2 separate regions of the Gasterosteus aculeatus genome follow, and region 2 is linked to region 1. Evidence: chromatin contacts called from public Hi-C data. All regions are on one chromosome and are shown on one strand. The core of a region is the stretch at or near the end of the contact, and the rest is flanking DNA. Distances in the headings are between cores, read along the strand shown. Region 1 has its middle 28 kb from the start of fign. Region 2 has its middle 11 kb from the start of kcnh7b.

Region 1 (6,318 bases), core at 2,855-5,354:
GCTCCATGATTTCAGGGAGCAGAATACAACTGTTCAAGTTTGAGTGGTTAAGAGTTAGTAAAGATTGAGCACATTCTGACAATAGCGAGCATATTTCGAACGGGTGAAAAGTGTTGTTGCTTTATACTTTGGGTAAATGGTCCTCGGTCAACTGTGCTGAAATGGCTGCTATCCTCGTCTCAAGTACGGCTTCACAGATGTGAGGAGCAACCGCTTTTGCCAAAAGAATTACAATGGGAAATCTTGGCAATTTCAATTTCCTGTCAAAGCTCTCCAATCCATGGAAAAAGGGGGGGGGGGGTCTATTTTTGGAGTGCCTATAAAGTACTTCGAGAAGGAAGATACAAGGTTATGCAGTTGTATTTCTAACATCCTTGTAAGTCGATGACATAGTGAATATACAACATTAAAAAGGAAAACAACATTTTGAAAATGTCACTACTGACATTGTGATTACACATTATAGCTCATCTTTTAAATAACCTTTTTGCACACAGCTTTTTAAGATGTTTTCGCTTTGAGCATCCAGTATTGACAGATTACCAGCTAATCTATGGGGCTAAAAGCTACCGGACTCCTGCTAAAAGTACGACACGGTCTTTGTAGCTTCATCAGCTTTCTCATACTATATGTGTCATTGAGGGGAAAACTAGCCCATACTGGAAGCAACCTTTTGTGAAAACTGATTATTTTACATATAGCGTCATTTATATTGTGAATGCTACATTCAGAAGCTGTAGGTTTTTATATCAGATTACATAATAAAATTAGCTGACCGTACACATGGTCAGTTAAAATGCTTTGGCTGCTGCACAGGCTGTGTCTTGGCTCTTGTCCCCGTCTGTCTTTGGCAGATATTGACTCAGCAGAAGAAAGGCAGAAGTCTTCCTCAGGACTCATTTGCATTTTTAAACAAACAAGGTTAATTAGTGAGCTTTCAAGATGCTGTAAGGCAGATTTTGTCACCTTTAGCCAGCGCCAGGCTTGTTGTTTCTCCCCTGTTTCCAGCATTGTTTCTACGCCACGCTGACCAGCCTTAACTCGAGATATAACAAGGACACCAGGTTGCAGTCAATGTTGAGAAAGCAGTCAAGCACATTTCCCCCCAACTCATTTTTAGATGAAAGTGGATGGTATTTCACTGCTAGCAAACCAGGATCTTAAATTTGTTTTCGTTAGTTTTGTTGTTTTATTTTGAAATGACCTGCCTGTTGCCGGTGTCTCAATTCACGTCTTCATGGTCTTTCCTCCTTTTTTTCTGTGCGGCAGTTGTGTTTGTCGTGTCTCCTTCCGCTCCGTCTGTACTTCCGATCTTATGTTGTGTCGCCAACCTATTCTTCACACGCGTCAGATCACTTCTTCCCTTTGTGTGTTTTCTCATAGTAGTTGCTGCTCTGATTGAATCCACCTGTGTCTAATCACGTACGCACACTCTCTTTGTCTGCCATGTTGGCTGGTGCACATCTTTGATCTACCTGATCCTGTTTCGTGTCATTTTTGCTCTTTCTGGTTTCTCGGAGTCTCAGTCGCTACTTTTCTACTCACCGGATGTTTCTTTGCTAAAATCACCGTCGATTATGCTTCTGCTCCTCGCGTCTCTCCGCATTCGGCTCCGTCCCCAGTTGTCTTTTCTGCCCGACTGCGACAACAACAGTTCCCTCAATTTTGGAATCTCCGGCTCTGTTCCCGAAGGTCAGCAGTGTCAGCTCAGAGCGACGCCAGCATTTATGTGGAGTTGTGTTTCCAGCCATGTGTCAAATAGTCACTCTTCTCATAGTTTTGGTTCTCCACCAAACCCTGGGAGAAATATCTCAACCCTTGGCTGGTAAATACTGCACCATGTTCACTTTCTATTGGCTTTTAGCAATGATCGTGTTGTGTGAAATGGTCACCGTAAAGGTATATGTGAATGCCCACGTGCCCGAGATCTTTTCCCGCACTGAAAACAAACCGCAACACACGTATAAAAGCCTGTAAATTCCATTGCCGCGTCTCAGTCAATGAAAAAATATCATGGCAATTAATCCGACACCGTGCGAGATGCCCGCCTCTGCAAACCATAACACATAAACATGTCTTGATCCCTGTGTTCAACGGTCTGTTATGAACAAAGATGCAGTCGTTTCTTTTTAGTATGCAGTCGTGGCCGAGGTCACGGTTGTTTTGTCCGTATTCCATATCTTGGTTCATCTTTAGCAAACCGACCAAGCCTTGTGTGGTGCGAGTCTTTCTCCGTTGTTGGTGTCCGGGTCAAAGAGGACTCTTTTGAAAAACAGGCAGATAGGAATACTGCCCATCGCTAAATGAAAGGGGTTTACAAAGCTACAACTATTCTCCTAAATGTCTGACCAGAGCACACTGATACGTAGTCGGAATACTCTTAAGTGCAAATATTGCTACACCTGCTCCATCCCTTTTGTACCTTTATGTACACACAGACGCATCTGGACGGCTCCGGACCGGGATTCAATTAACTTGTGTTATAATAAGGGGCAAAGACTGGCAGTTAGCAGCACACAACTGAGGTCCAGAGGTATGATTGACGTTAGCCTTCATTCAACCTCCGCCTGAAAGGAAGCGCTAAGTAAACAAATAGCATGCTCTCAAAACATTTCATGTGTATTAAATTGTCCAAAAACCCTAATATTTTTTGGTAACATGAAATGGAGTTTGCACTCGGGTTGCCGTATAAGGCGCCATCGCTGTCCACCAGATCAGTGCTGGAATTGTGTATGCAGTGTTGTTGATGGGAGCTTTGCTGTATCTCACACTGGCCTCTATCTGAGGGAAGAGAAAGCCCCCCGGGGCAGTGATACAGAGGTAGACGGGACTTTGAAGGGACAATTGGTAATTTAACCAGTATCTTATTTTGAACATTTACTTCACAAGAACGGTGTCTTTGTTATCTTTTTTTGTTTTGTTGTAAAACTCATTTTCTTCATAATAAAATGGAGACCAATACTGTTTAGTTGTGGCATTCCACTGTTCCTATGTTTGCATATTTCATTGCAGATAAGGATATAGGTTCCCGTGTTAAATGGGTTTCTATTTGTGCTGAATGAATGACAATCAGATCCTGTTTTGAACATTTCAAAATTGCTTTGGGAGACTTACATGTAGTGTGAGTGTAAGCTAAACACACACCTGATTAAAGAGGCAAACACTTGCAGGCATGCAATGATCACTGTAACATATCTCCACCAAACTAAGCAGAAATTTGGTGTTTGTGGTGAAACTCCGCCTGAAAAAGAGCAAGAGAGCTAAAGTTCCTTCAGTTTTGGTGTCAAGAAGCTTTCAGAGCGAAGAATGAACTGCATAAAGGATCCAAAGGAATGTAAAACTGCATGCAACCTCAAGTTGCCTGATGCCAATCGAACAACAGGGACACAACCTTGTTTTTGTAAACAGCAACGGAAGACAACCTTTCTGGTGTTTTCTAAATCTTTTAAAATGGGAGGTCACTTGCTGCTCTGCCATCCTATGGACCTAAATGGATTCTGGTTCTATGACATTTGTGAGGACCTTGTCTCAAAATGAGAAGAAATCAAGCCAAGAGGTGTTGAATCACTTCTGCCTTGACAATATGAGCTTTGATTAAGTGTAGGCAAATCATGTTTAGCCTCTGCCAGCCCCGGCTTCATGCCATGAGGTCTTGTATGTCATTTAAGCCCAGTTTTACTTCATCTTGTAGGCACTAATGTTTGGTAAACTCCTCAAATAGGTGCTTTACATCCTGAAGGCATGATCTCGACCAGGTACCATACCATCCAAATGACACACTGGAAGCAAACAAATGTTGTCTATAAAAAGCCATTTAAGCAATGTTTCTCCATGTTTAAATCAGATTATGTTTTTACCAGTGATTTAGTTGATAACAATATCACCCTGCTGGGAACCTCCAAGACATTTCATCTGAAAAAGAGGCAGATTTTCAAATGTGCGCTAATGGAGAAAACAATCCACATCGCTCGAGGTGACCGCCACGTCTATCTTCTTTAAAGGAAACAGTAACTTCTGCCAACTACAAGCAAACCATGACTGCAGTACTTGGCACATAGCCGATCAAACCCCAGGCATCAAACCTGTTCCATCCACCCTCATGCCAAAGGCTTTGGGCATGCAACGCTAGAGATGTAACCGCTACGTGAAGATTCGCTATCTCCACGTAGCTGCCTCTCAAGCCACGGACGCTTAAAGCACCGCTTTGGAAGAGTTATTGCCACTGAGCTGAAATTGCAGAATAATGATGAATAACAGCAGCAACATTTACCAGCAGCCATTTGATGCATTAATCCAGATTCACATTGATTTCCAAAGTAAATTGTGCGGCCTGTGTGTGTAATTTATATTTCTCCATGTTGCGGTGGAACTTACGGGACAGTATCCACCCCAACAAGCATCGATCAGCATTAGAGAGCTGATTAGTCAGCAGAGTCTCGGCTCTGCAGAGTGAAGACACGAGCCTGTGTTCCATTCCTGATTGCATTGCATGACTCTTATTTCTTACTCTTTCACAATTTCCTTTTACATTTCATATTAAAATGTATCACGCTACCGCATGCTTTTGGTTATATTGTGCTGTTGTAACATTTGTTAGACAATGGTTTGATAGTTTTTTTCTGCATGGATCAGCGACGACTTTGTCTTCTACGCATTTCTCATTAAAAATCAAACTATTTCTGAGTCTTTATTCCCTGTTTACTTTTTTTTCATTACATTTTTTAGAACACGTAGGCTACACCTTTATTTTCTTTATCTGTTTGTAATATATTTACGTTAGATACATAAAGGTTTTATTTTACTCATATTATGTTACTTATATTACAAAAATGTACTTGGTCTAATTGCAGCCTTTTAATCACCATGAATACCATACAAACAATTTAAGACACCTACAGTCAATAGTGAGCAACTAGCTACTGTCTATGCAACAACGGCACGTTCCTAAATATTCGAAGGCTCTGAACTGAGTAGGTGTAGGCAACTAGTAAACGGCATAATAAATGCACAAGGTGGTTTGTGTTTGGATTCTTTCTGCCCTCTTGTGGAGGACGAGGCAATTTCACATCAGCTCATTAGTAACAAGATCCCAGTGACCAGACATCAAATGATTGGCAGTAATTAAATAGATAAATGTAAAATAACAAGTTGCTGATCCATATTAAGTAGTTATAGGGTACCTACATGAAATGGAGATAATTTCTCCTCTATTGCATTGCGAAAGATAAAGGCAACATGTCTGTTTCTTTGTATTTGTGTCGATTCAATGTTTAGCTTCTTGTCTTGGTAAAATTGTAGTGTACCAACCCCAACGCAAGATTAAAACAAAAGATTTTAACACGCGCATCAACGTGAATGTTAAAGCAGAATAGATTAACATAATTTGACATTGACTGCATAGTACAGTAACACAGACCCTGACTCTGAGCCAGATTGGCTGCAGAATGAATGTCTTCACAAATGCCCAGCAAAAGGTCAGCGCGGTATCGAATTTTTTTCAAATATTTTTCAAAATACCTCCTGGCATTGCAAATATTTTTGACGACTGCGTAATACTTTGGGGAAGGATGAATCCCATCTCTCTTGCACACGCACACACAGATACCACCGCACGATGCCTGCCAATCTGCGCCGGAAAAACACTGCTCTGGGTTATATATCGATTGATCGTTCAAATCCCGGAATATGCTGCTCTGCTTCTGCTCTGCTGTAACTCACAAATGGACCATTTCCTAATTCTTCCACGAGGCTTCCTAACCTGCTCAGAAGTCACACGCACACCATGTAAATGAGAGAGAAAAAAGTGGGCAGGAATGTAAATGGATCTAATACGTGTGTAAATATGCATATGTGTGTAAATATGCTTTTGCACATGTCCACATATGTGCGTGTGTGTGTGTTCAACTGTGAAGACTTTGACCTATTTTGCAGAATAATGTGTTGTCTCTGTAACCGTGAAGTGAATTGCCCGATGATGTACTGTAGTTTTGAAGTCTCTTTTCTTTCAACATGTTGTGGTGTGTGAATATCAGCAATCTGAGAGTTCGTGTCCACTTTTACTGTACAATAATATTCACCCCAAACTGCCGCACTGTCAAACACCTTAGCTTTATTTTTTCATCAGCCTTCAAAGTCCAAAAATGTTTTCCTCTCCGAGACCCCCTCCTGGTGCCACCCCGCCTCCCACCCCCGTTGTTTTTCTTTTCTTATCCATCCTTTTGATCACCTAAAACATCAGTCCATCACCACCAGAAGCTGTGGTTTGTGTCTCCCTGCTGTCCATCGCTCGCCGCCTGCCTTCCGGTGAGAGCTCCTCCC
Region 2 (6,318 bases), core at 2,610-5,109, 79 kb before region 1:
AATTACCCCCATCAAATATTTATTATAACATATCCCTAGAGGAAAAGTCGCAACACTGTTATAAAACCTTTAAAAAACATATCTCATCAACAGATGGTAAATGTGGAACGATCCTTTAGTTTAAGGATGAGCAGTTCATTACTACCAGTGAATCTGCTGCCAGGGCTCAATGGGGTGATTACCTCATTTCGGTTATCCCCTCTCTGATCAGAGGTTACCATGGAAACTGGTGTGCCCCAGTGGATATGCCACTGCTCTGGCTAAAAACAAAAATGGTTTATGGTATTGTTTTCCTCATTCATGTTTTCATCATGAATAAGCCCTGCTCAAATGCACTAGGCTTGTATTAAAAGAAACCAGTTGAGCTGGCTAATTTAGAAATGATGAATGTGATTGATAGAGCTTCAAATTGGTTGCTGTGAACGTGCTAAGACTAGTTTGGGGGCAGTGCACGATGTTTAAACTCACCCACAGCTCAAAGGAGGGACTCTCTCTCTCTCTCTCTCGCTCTGACTCCCCAGCGTTGTCTCTCTTGAGGGCGGCCAATCAAAAGCAACTCTCCACATCCAAACTAACTAACGAGGATGTGACCTTGCATCACAAAACCGACAACACATCCAGCACTGATAATTTGTATGAGAAACGCTTATTGATTGATATTAGATATTAGTCTATACGGTTGAGGAACTGGGCAGCGCCGTCATTAAAACAGACAGCCGCACGAATGCCCACAAAAGATAGATAGAAGCCACCACACTAGCACATGCTTGTATAACTGTCATGAATCATTAGGACTATGGACAAGAACATGAGCCGTTGGATCTTGCTCTACTTGTCTTTTTACTCACAGGAGACAGGCTTGTTTTTTTACACATCAAAATAGCCTGCCTAAACATTTTTTAATGAATATTCCCGTGAGCCATAGCAGACTTCTCTCTGATCTTCACTATCAGCCACTGTAGGATCGGTGATGCAGATGCAATTATTTGTTATGCACCTTCGTCTTTTCAAAGCATACACTGGCCTTCAAAAGTTTGGACACATTGTCTGATTCAATTGAGTGAGAAAGTGTGTCTGCACTTATGTCGATTGCAACAAAGAGAGAACCGGGTTACACAATCGAATGCAATAGCTGCGTAGGGTTCTGCAAGTTTAAATCTAAAAATAATTTTGAAAGCAGATGGTATACTTGAAGGTATAAGTTTGTGAAAGATGCATTTTTACCTATCACTCGTAACACTTCATTAACTTCTGCACCAGCTAATTTCATTGACACCTAAACCTTGATGCTTGGGTTTAAATCTTCAATATGTTTTGGCTTGGTTAGGAAATACTAAGTTACAGTCTTTGCAGGAATACATGTCAGTATGCTGACATCATGTGGTTGCTACCGCAAGTTACGTGTAGATGTATTTGTAGAGATGTGTTCCATCACAATATCTCTTCTGGCCTTGTTGAAATCACTCACACAACAACACATCAAGCAAGTGACTGACATGTGGAAGCTGCTAAATACACATTGTCCTTGTTTAATACTAATAATCCTAGTAGTTCTAGTAAAAAAAGTGGGGAAATACCCAGCCCCCAATAATAACCGAGGATCTCATTCTGTATATATTTTTTTTAAAACACGCTTTAAAATTTTCCCACATCTGTTTCTGATTAATAAAACCGGGCCTTTAATGTTAGACTGTGCCGTGCTGTCATGTCTATATATTTAAGTTTTACCAGCTGAAAATAAATTGCAATTAAACAACTGCAATAATGCTTTATAAATGGTTCACATTCAGTCAACATAAAAATAGATAATCAGGATTACTATCTTGTTTTATTGGGATATTCCATTGCCGGAAACGGTGTCATTGTTGGATAACTGACATTATTCATTTAATATGCAAATAAGCAAACAGTTTATCCGTCAGACATAATTCTGTTTTTCTTTAATCAATTGTTAAATTATTAGGAAAAAAGAATCATATAATGGTCTTTATAAAAATGAATGATGACAGAAATTAGCGGGCTTAGTCATGTGAGTTTGAGTCACAGATGTGCTGTTAGGATTCACGTTCAACAGGAGAGGGCAGTATTGGCCATGGTATGAAAAGTCAACGTCTCACTGTAGTTAAATGATTAACCGCATGACATTCTTCATGAATTTATCGTCAATTTCAAAACTTCTTTTTTCATAACATCCCACAAACTCCGAAGCTTTTATGACATTTGCACTATTGTTTCAATATATATAGAAGAAAGAGGCATCAGGTGATGAGACATGCATGCAAACAAACTCTCCACAGCAACTTTCACACTCATTTCATCCTTGAAGTTATGAGTGTCAGGCTGATACTCACCGTGTGACCTGACTGCTGGGAGTTGTGTGTTGGATTATCACACTGGGAATTAACAGGCGGGAGGCTATAAACCTGCCTGGACTTGCCAGACGCAGGGTGAGAACTGCAGAGACACCCAGTGACATGGTGAGATGACCTGGGAAAAGATGTGATTAGATAGATGAATGAATGGACTGGTGGATGGACAGAGGAACGGACAGAGAGACGGACGGACGGATACATAGATAAATATATAGATGGATAGTTAGATAGATGTATATGTGATAGATAGATAGATAGATGGATAGATAGATAGATGTATATGTGATAGATAGATAGATAGATGGATAGATAGATAGATAGATAGATAGATAGATAGATAGATAGATAGATAGATAGATAGATAGATAGATAGATAGATAGATAGATAGATAGATAGATAGATAGATAGATAGATAGATAGATAGATAGATAGATAGATAGATAGACAGATATATAACCACATTCATTTGAATACAGCTAATACTGGTGAACAGCTGTCTTCTTAGTGAGAAATCCGCGGAGTAGAGCAAGGAGTAGAGCAACTTCAATACTTTGAAGTTGCCTCTCCAATGAAGAAAGGTGGAGGGTGTTAAAAGTCGCTCTTAAGCGTGGCACAGATGATAGAAAGTTGTTCTTGCGAGGGGGGGAAATGGTGGCATACCTATGTAACATTCATATCATTTGAATTATGAATCAGAGTAAGGAGAACTCTGTTCCAAGCTTATTAATATTTAAAGGATTAAGTATACAGATCATCATTTGGACAAAGGAAGAATACTGATGTCCTCTTCTCTGAGTCTGATTAGAGGTTAACCAGAATGCAAACTGCATAATTTATTTTCATTTTTTACATTTTTGTACCTTTTGATTTTGCACCGCCTTTTTAGTTTAGGGATTTAAATTTTGTATGGTACTGAATGCAAATAAGGGATAATTGGTGGAATTTGTTTCAAGCATGTCAATGAAAGTTAAAGATGATTTGGGGATTTTCATTGTGCAAAATGTTTTAAGTGCACATGGTTTTTAGTCTGTAACTATAAATATAATCCATGCTCGAGTAGTTGAAATACACAGAGGGCCCAGTGTCCCCGCTGACACGGACATTGGTCAAAATCTATTAAATTAAATGCTGTATTTATCTTGTTTGGAGACAGGGCAAAGTCACATGCTTTCGGCTCATTCTAACTCCCCTCACTAGTGTAATCTGCTCATTTCTGTGAGAGAGAAAGTGGGAGTGAGAGCCCGTGCAGGTGAGACTGTCTAACAGTGAGGAAATCAATATGATGTAAATTATTAAGAGCTCAGGAATGCGTCTGACCCCTACTGTCTTGCAGCAGGCTGGGCTCTGAAGGCTGGCAGGTGGACGGGAGCTTGGACTCTCCCTCTAACACTCATTAGTGGCTGGGAGCCGAGGCTCCTTGTGAGGGGGGAAGGCAGGGATCACAGCGGGGAAGTGATGGCCCAGGCCTCTCACATCCCGGCTCAGCCTTCGCTCCGGCTCTGCCAGCCTCTCCCTGGAAGCTCATTAGTAAGTGCACTGATGCATAAGAGCTAGTCATTAGCTGGGCTTTTTTTCCCCCGTCTTCATCTCTCTTTCCCCCGACACCGTGACTGATCCTGAAGACCGGTGGCAGCGCTGGTTTAAAAGACGAAAGAGGTCCACATTACCGGAGGTACTCTAGACATATGGATATGAGACAGTGGTGGCCAGCTGATTTTCCTTTTACTTTCTTATCGGGGGGGCGGGGGGGGGGGGTGCAAGGTGTGCGTGTCAATTTGGAGTTCTTCAAATGGCGCCGTCTATAGCCCTTCAAACCAAAGAGTAAACATTTGTGCTTGACCAGGACTTTGGCCGAGCGCCCCTTTCTTCCTCCATGGTTGGTTTTGATCGGGGGTATTTGCTTTTGCTGCCGGCCAGATCCCCTCAGCACCTGATGGTTGCCTGGGCTCTGAGTAAATAAGATCTGGGGCCCAAGCCTCTTCGGGGCTGCTGGGTAAATAGGGTCTCTGGTGTGCGTAGCGTGCCTGGCAGCAGGGCGAGCACTGGTGTGGAGGCCTCCAGAGGCACGCCCCCCTCCCCCCCTTTTCTATATCTAGCTGTTTAATTCTGTTATCCTCTCTCTACCTACCCAAAGACAAACACACACACAGGCGCGCACACGCAGACCTCCACTCTCAGCGGCCGTACTGATGAACATTAGCCAAATGTACTCATGAACGTGATGGCTTCCAAAGCAAGGGAATAACATGATCACTTGTTTAGGCAGAGATCTTGAATCAAATGGAAAATAACCATTTTAGATGTGCAGCCTTACACAAGTTATTTTGTCAAGATTATACCCAAGGTAATTCACACGCTTTTTCATAAGCCTCTGTTCATGCCTTATGAGTTGGCGGCTAGATATCCGAATTTAAAGATCCTGTAATTAAAAGTGGTCCAACGTCATACACGAACAAGCTCCTGTCTCTGAGGAACAGTTTGGCATTTAGTGAGTCTTTAAATGTCAGAAAGATAAATGATGATAATGGCACCTGTTATAATGTCATTACTTTCTCAATGGTAATCTTCCAAACCCTCAAACAAATGGATTTCATATACTACTGAAAGATTAAACAATTTAACACCTGATGTCTCCATTGCTTATTAAAGCAAAAAGTGGGCATAAGGGACCGACAAAGTATTGTCGTTGTTATACCGCTCCACCTACATATTGTGTACCTTGTTGCCTTCAGCTAGTCGCAGACTAATAGTGTTTTCTGTAAAAGCCAAAGTTAAAGCCAAGTTTCTCCAGTAAATGCATGTGGTTGAATCCCTGTTTGAATGTCCATTCCGCGAAGGACTTACAGATAAGAAGGTAAGCTAAATTACATGCTAGTGTCATTCAGCCACTGTAACAAGGGCTTTGCCTTTGTGAAAGTTTACTGAGTCAGCTTAATGTGATCTGGCGCTCGCCATGCTGGATCCCCTTATGCCAATTAATCCAGGTTGTAACTCACAGACTCCTGCTGACCAATTAACATCCATTGTTGATAGATTTTGGCTGCAGGAGCCTCAAACTTCCTTCTTGGAGCCAAAAAAACGGCAAGAAACCCACCACCTCTTCCAGCCCCATCATATTGTCTGGTGATTGCCGGCAATTAGTAAAGCCGGGCAGGCTGAGAAACGACAAGACCGAGCACGGCTATTGCAACGCATGGGTGTTGTTGGCTCACACGCCAGCTGCAAGTGTTTGTTGACCCTAGGGGGTCACGCCTGATTCACTAGCGCGGACAGAAAAACAAGATTCATACAGCACAAATCGATACGCAGTCAGACTTTTACAATTGTGGAGCGACAATCCAGTAACTTCCCTCTATCAGTCAAATGTGACACTAACGTGTGTTTAACCCAGCCAGCGGTGAATCTGTTGGCCCGCCAAGACAGAGACAGTGAGAATTAGTTGGGGAGCACATGGCAACATGCGGAGGCTGACGCATCGGTGTCTCAGTCTGCATGTTTCCTGCTGGGTGTTGTTAATCCACTGTTTATGCATCATAGAAGACATCGGCAACTTATGAAATGGTTTCATGACATGGTACCAGGGTGTCGATCCCACTCAGTGACGTCTTAAGTAAGTCAGAAAGAATGCCGTTACAGTTCTCCTCACAGCAAGTGTTCAACAACATTTTTTTGCTCATTTATGCCATCAGCTCTGATGTCATCAGCGTTGCTCGTCACCAGAGAACAAATGGACTGACACCTAGCAGAACACTCCCTCCAGAATAAACTCCAGAGTAAATGAATGTACAGCCGGGATCATCCTCCAAAAAGCTGGCACGCCAGTAATGTAAAATGTGTTTAATTGTCTGCCCTGCTTAACCTGTTTGAAGGGGAAATTGGAGAGTGACATGAGCGATGTGCGGTGTCGTCTGAGCATTGACCAGCAGGCACAAAAGAGGAGTTGAG

What was found. A called contact is a pair of places that touch in the nucleus more often than the background predicts.
Region 2: a Hi-C map of skeletal muscle shows a contact between it and region 1, with 4 times the contacts expected there. The contact joins two enhancer-like sites. A contact is called at or near these places in 4 of 6 Hi-C or Micro-C datasets (liver, skeletal muscle and whole body).

Annotation. Positions count from the first base shown.
Region 1 is chr16:11,322,242-11,328,559 of fGasAcu3.hap1.1, reverse strand. No RefSeq gene overlaps it. Among protein-coding and RNA genes, the nearest start is that of fign, 28 kb to the left of the region's middle. Within about 2 kb of position 4,104, at least 1 of the 9 cell types and tissues checked has open chromatin away from gene starts, as enhancers often do.
Region 2 is chr16:11,401,467-11,407,784 of fGasAcu3.hap1.1, reverse strand. No RefSeq gene overlaps it. Among protein-coding and RNA genes, the nearest start is that of kcnh7b, 11 kb to the left of the region's middle. Within about 2 kb of position 3,859, at least 2 of the 9 cell types and tissues checked have open chromatin away from gene starts, as enhancers often do.